2 separate regions of the Columba livia genome follow, and region 1 is linked to region 2. Evidence: chromatin contacts called from public Hi-C data. All regions are on one chromosome and are shown on one strand. Each heading gives the region's core, a stretch centred on a gene start, on an enhancer-like site or on the middle of the called end of the contact. The rest is flanking DNA. Distances are from core to core; before and after follow the strand shown. Region 1 holds the start of PRKCE (protein kinase C epsilon). Region 2 overlaps PRKCE (protein kinase C epsilon).

Region 1 (2,700 bases), core at 149-2,648, 140 kb before region 2:
TGGGTGCTCACCTTTTATGTCCTTACTCGACCGGACCCAGGAAACCCAGATTCTTCTTTTTATGTTGCCCGAACCTTTGAAGCACTCTGGGTGCCAGCACTGGCCCTCAGCCAGTGGTATTATAGCGAATTCAAATCCCCTCATAGGGCAACGTCCATCCCTTTCCCAATGCCTTTCTCACAAAAGGCTGGTAAAAATCAGTAACTAAAATAAACAAGGCAACAATAATTTTTGCCAAAGGAAAACATCTAGATCCTGAGTATGTTTCTCTTGAGGAGGAGAAGGCCAGGCTGCACTACGCTTCCTGGTATTTTAACAGTGTTTGGTACCGCGGTAGTGAAACTGACTGAAATCTTGCATGACGTGTAGATAACGTTCAGTAACACAGCAAGCACACCCCTTCACCCTTTCGGAGTATTTTTCTTTTTCCCCTTTCAGCACCCTCGCCGTGTCCAGCCAGGGCCAGCGGGCAGGCGGCGGGCGCCGAGGGGCTGAGGTGGGGCACGTTGGGACCAGGTGATCCGCAGCGCGCCAAGGGGCCGCCAGCGACCCCCGCCCGGGCAGACCGCCGCTCAGCGGGGTTCTCTGCCGCTCCGGGCCGCCGCCCCGCGCAGCGCCTCCCGGCCGAGGGAAGCGCGGCCGCGGGCCGGGCCGGGCCCCGGGAGGCCGCCTATCCTGGCGGCGGCCGGCACTTCCCGGCGCTCTCGCACCGCGGGGAAACTCTTCCTCCGGGCCGGCCCCGCTGACGTAGCGGTGTCTGTGCCGCGGGGGCGGCGGGGAGGGGACGGGAGTGGGGGCGCCGGTTGGCGGCGCGGGCCGGGCCGGGAGCGGCGGGGGGGTCCTGGCGTCGGTGCTGTCACGGGAGGAGGGCGCGGGGCGGGCAGCTCTGCGGTGCCCGGTGCGGGGGAAGTCGCTACCGCGGGGGTAGCACGTCAATAAAGCCAGGCGGGCTATTTACGGCCCGGAGTGTTTCCACACTTGGGTCCCCACTTTATCCTGTGAGGAGGAAAGAAGGAGGGCGGCCGGGCGGGGCAAGGCCGTCGCGGACACCCGTCCGGCGGGTGTGGAGGGGCGGCGAGCGCGGCCCGCGGGGGTCCCGACCCCAAGGCCGGGCGGGCCGCACCGCGCTGCTCCCCCCGCCGGCAAAACTTTCTGCACACTAGCACACACACACAAACACGCACGCAGGGACGGGGCTGCCGGCGCGCACACACACACACACACACACACACACACACACACACACACACACACACACTGACGTCTTTTGCGCATTTCCTGCACTGGCGCGGGCGGCGGAGCGGCACCGGCAGGCGGGCTGGGGCTGCGGGCGGCGCGGAGGGAGGGAAGGAGGGAAGGAGGCGGCCGGCGGGAGGCGGGCGAGGGGCGGCCGGCGGGAGGGAGGGAGGGAGGCGGCGGCTCTGCCCATCGCCAGGGCGGCGGCCGCCCAGCCCGGAGCCCGCCGAGACCCGCGCGGCCCGCTCCGCTGCCGGCGCCCCCCAATGCGCGGGGGTCGCTGCGCTGGGTCCTTGGCCTGGGCGGCGGCGGAGGAGGAGGAGGAGGCGGCACAGGACGGGCGGCTCCGTGCTGCGGCGCGGATGGAAGGTCCCCGGCTGGATGTTTGCTGAGCGGAGGCTGTGCAGTAGGCAGGGCTGGTGGGTCGGCCGGTGTTTCTGATTTGTGTGTGTGTGTGTATTGTTGTGCGGCGCACGGGCAGGGCTGGCGTGTGCAGGAGCCTGGGGTCGCGGCTCTGCCTCCTCTGCAAAGACTGATCCAGGATTATGGTCTCGGTGAAGGGAGAAGGCTCTTGCTCACCCCAAGGATCTGTTATGCTCGGGTTTTGATTGCATTCGGGGGTTTCTGCAGCCGCGGACGCCTCCCCCTCCTCGGCGGCCCCCCTCCCTTGTTTTCCGTTAGAAACACGGGCGAGAAAATAAATGTATTCACTGGGTGTCGCAAGAGCAAAGGCTAAATAATCAAAGGTAACAGCAGCAGCAAAGCGAAGAGACCCGCACTGTATCCTGCTCGCCCATTCCCAGACCTGCCCTCCTATTTATTGGCGAGACCTTCCTCCCTCCCTCCTGGTGCGAGTGCGTTGTGTGAGTGTTTAATCTCGGGAAACGTGCAGCCATCCAGCCATGGTGGTTTTCAATGGCTTGCTGAAAATCAAGATCTGTGAGGCGGTGAATCTGAAACCCACAGCGTGGTCTCTGAGGCATGCGGTGGGTCCCAGGCCACAGACCTTTTTGCTGGACCCTTACATAGCCCTCAATGTGGACGACTCCAGGATCGGACAGACCTCGACCAAGCAAAAGACCAACAGTCCTGCTTGGAACGATGAATTTGTCACTGACGTTTGTAATGGCAGGAAGATAGAGATGGCTGTTTTCCATGATGCCCCCATTGGGTACGACGATTTTGTAGCTAACTGCACTATACAGTTTGAGGACTTGCTGCAGAACGGGAGCCGCCACTTCGAGGACTGGGTGAGTGTTCACGCTGTAGATACAGCCTGTACATATGCTTTTGAGTGCCATGGCCCTCGATGCAACATCTGTCTTGCAGAGCTGGGTTGCCAAGGGCATGTAATGGCTCTGAAGGCTTTTCGTTATTTCCACGCTTTGTTATATGGAGATAGTCATGGTTACTGTATATCTAATGCATGTGGTCTACAGGCAAGGGAGGAAAGAAAAATATGCT
Region 2 (2,700 bases), core at 163-2,662:
AGGACAACTGTGAAGTTGCTACTGCTTTGCTCAGATTTGTACTGGTTTTGGCTTTCACTTCTTTTTGTCTTGTTCCTTGGACAGACAAGGTTCCTCCTGCAGATGGGAATACCAATTCTCAGAAGAGAAATTTTAGACCCTTTTTGGCCTATGAAGTTTTCCTTTGCACTTTGGGGGTTTCTTGGCTCTGTTGTAGGTGAGGTTTTGTTCTGTGTAGGTTTTTGTTGTTGTGGAGGGTTTTTATGTGATTTTTTTCCCCCCCTAGACTTCTTTTAAAAGTAATTTTTAGGTATTCCCTAGACAGACTGTGTCCCAGGTGACATAATAATTAGGCTTAGTTTCTGAGCTGTTTTGTTTAGTGATACACATGTGAACATGGGCATTAAAGTAACCTTCAAAATCTGGGCATTTTTATCTGTTCTCAAAAAATCTCTTCTGCTACCAAGTATCCTACTAAGATCACCATAATGGTCTGTTATTTTCTGTCTTTCTATTCTTCTTTTTAAACTTGTAAGGCAAAAATTTATAGTTTTAATTTTTTCTTAATCTCAACAATTTTTTAACCTGAATGGGAAAAATATGGGAGCCCTCTGGTGGCTGCTCCAACATCTGCAGATGTCCCTGCAAATGACAGCATAAAACATGAGGTTGGTTACCAATCTGCCACCAAAGTGGGAAAAACCCAAGATGCATGCTTATTCTCAAATGCAGTCAGTTTAAATACTATTAGTCACACTTCTGATAATATTTTAGCTTCTTCAGTTGCTACCAGTTTTCTATAATAATTGCAATTTAAATAAAAATTCTGAAACCCTTCTATCTATATGTATTGTTTACAACATTATTTGCATGTATCACTGGTTTGTATGTGCCTATGGCAAGGTCTTGGGGAAGAGATGCCCATTCGTGTGAATTATGAACCCCCTCCACCTGAGGTCATCCCAGCTTATTAGGGAGACACAACCACAGCCCAAACCCTGACCTTTGCTGGTGAAGCGCACTACATAATGCAGTCCTCTGTAGTTTTATTTGTTATTTTGCTTTCCTGTAAGGCCCTGGCCCGTGCCCTGAGGGCTATTCTGTTTGAGGATTTCAGAAAAATCAAGGCAAAGAACACTTGCATGTCATGTAAAAATAAAGGGATTCAGCTTGCTTATTGTTTCAGATGGTTGGAGAGGCTAACAATTTTGAGAAATGAGCGAGTTATTTAAGATACAGACAGGACTGTTATGCTCTCTTTCTCCCTTGGGTACTCTTGGATTCAAAGTGTACATACATGGTTTCACTAGCTGGAGGAAAAGGAATCAAATGCCTCTGGAACCAGTTATATAAAAGCAAAAAAGCTCTTACTGTCTTTAAACGTAAGGAGTGGTTTTGGGGAAAAAAAATTACCTTATTTTTTTTTTACCAAGGTTCAAAAGAAATTAAATTATTTCCTATTTATCCCTTATCAGTGGGTTTGGTTTTTTGGTTTTTTGTTTGTTTGTTTGTTTTCGTGGGTTTACTTTTTTTTTTTTTTTTTTTTTAAAGATTGCAGACCAAATCTACGTCTAAACCATTTTTTGGAAAAAAAAAAGTTATCTTTATTTTTTAGCTATGACAGCAATGTTGTATGGCCTGTCTGAAATCACACTGGACAGGTCTCCTGGATCAGAAGGTTGAAGCCTCTTCTGTTCAAGTCCTGGCGCCATCTCTTATCTACATTGTTCAATCTGATCAATCCCTATAAATCACTTAAGAGTTGCCAACTGGATGAAAGGAAAGGGAGGAGAAAGAAAAACCGTATGAAATACTCTAGTGTACATATTGGAAAACAGTAACTCTTTCACATTGAGTCTTTATGAGGGTTGTATTGCTCCACACAGCCAAAGCCTCAGGGTGCCTTGCCTTCTGCTCTTTTTTAATGTGTAAAAAAAGCACTTTTTCTGAAATAAGAGCATCTGTGGTGGGAGCTGCTGTAGAACAGCCGTTCCAACTTGCTTCTCCATGTAGACAAGCACTTACATTGTACTTGCCATCCTTTTTGGACCACTACAAAGCTCTCTTTCTTATAAACTTGGCAACTAAACATTTGGAAAAATTTAACTAATTTTGCCAGTTCAAAATATTTCTGGTGACTGTGCCACTCATAACAGTATCATAAGCAGATGAGACTTTGTTTTTTTCAGTGCTGTAGTAAGGTAGAACACCTCTCCAAATTTAGGAATTTGATTGTATACCAATACAATAGAAATAACCTTTTCCATTCCTCCTTAGTGTTCGATGCTGCTGTCCCAGCTCCAACTAAGTGTAACAATAGAGTATTTAGACAAAAAAGATATTTGCAATTGAATAATATGACTATTCTTCAAATTGAAAATGCAATGAGCAGACAAATCCAATCGTACTACTTATGACTTATGCATGGTGGCTGGTAGTGTTATTACATTAGTCTAATAGAGCTGACTGCTGAAAAATGTCATGAATTTCTGGGAATGTAAAATGTGGACTTCCTATGAATGATTTAAATTGGCATAGTGACAATACATCATTCCACACAAAAAATCCCAAATGTTTCTTCATGTCATTTAAATGATACTTGATTGTGCTGCTGGAAATTATTTTTCCTCTCCTCTGCCTCTCCTGAGTGTGCTGTGGTGGTGAATAATGTGTTCCAAAAGACCAAAAAGGAAGGAGCACAGGTAATAAGATTATTAGAAA

Evidence for each region. A called contact is a pair of places that touch in the nucleus more often than the background predicts.
Region 1: a Hi-C map of crop shows a contact between it and region 2, with 4 times the contacts expected there. The contact joins the promoter of PRKCE here to the enhancer-like site in region 2. A contact is called at or near these places in 2 of 2 Hi-C or Micro-C datasets (crop and liver).

What each region holds. Positions count from the first base shown.
Region 1 is chr3:92,379,112-92,381,811 of bColLiv1.pat.W.v2, reverse strand. PRKCE (protein kinase C epsilon) reads left to right here and starts at 1,398. Exons shown (of 15, transcript XM_005510783.4): 1 at 1,398-2,486. The coding sequence starts at 2,139.
Region 2 is chr3:92,241,458-92,244,157 of bColLiv1.pat.W.v2, reverse strand. The region is part of intron 2 of PRKCE (protein kinase C epsilon); the gene reads left to right. It overlaps LOC135579105 (a long non-coding RNA gene), which reads left to right. Exons shown (of 2, transcript XR_010471562.1): 2 at 1-2,700. Among named protein-coding and RNA genes, the nearest start is that of PRKCE, 140 kb to the left of the region's middle. Within about 2 kb of position 1,412, at least 1 of the 3 cell types and tissues checked has an H3K27ac peak away from gene starts, as active enhancers do.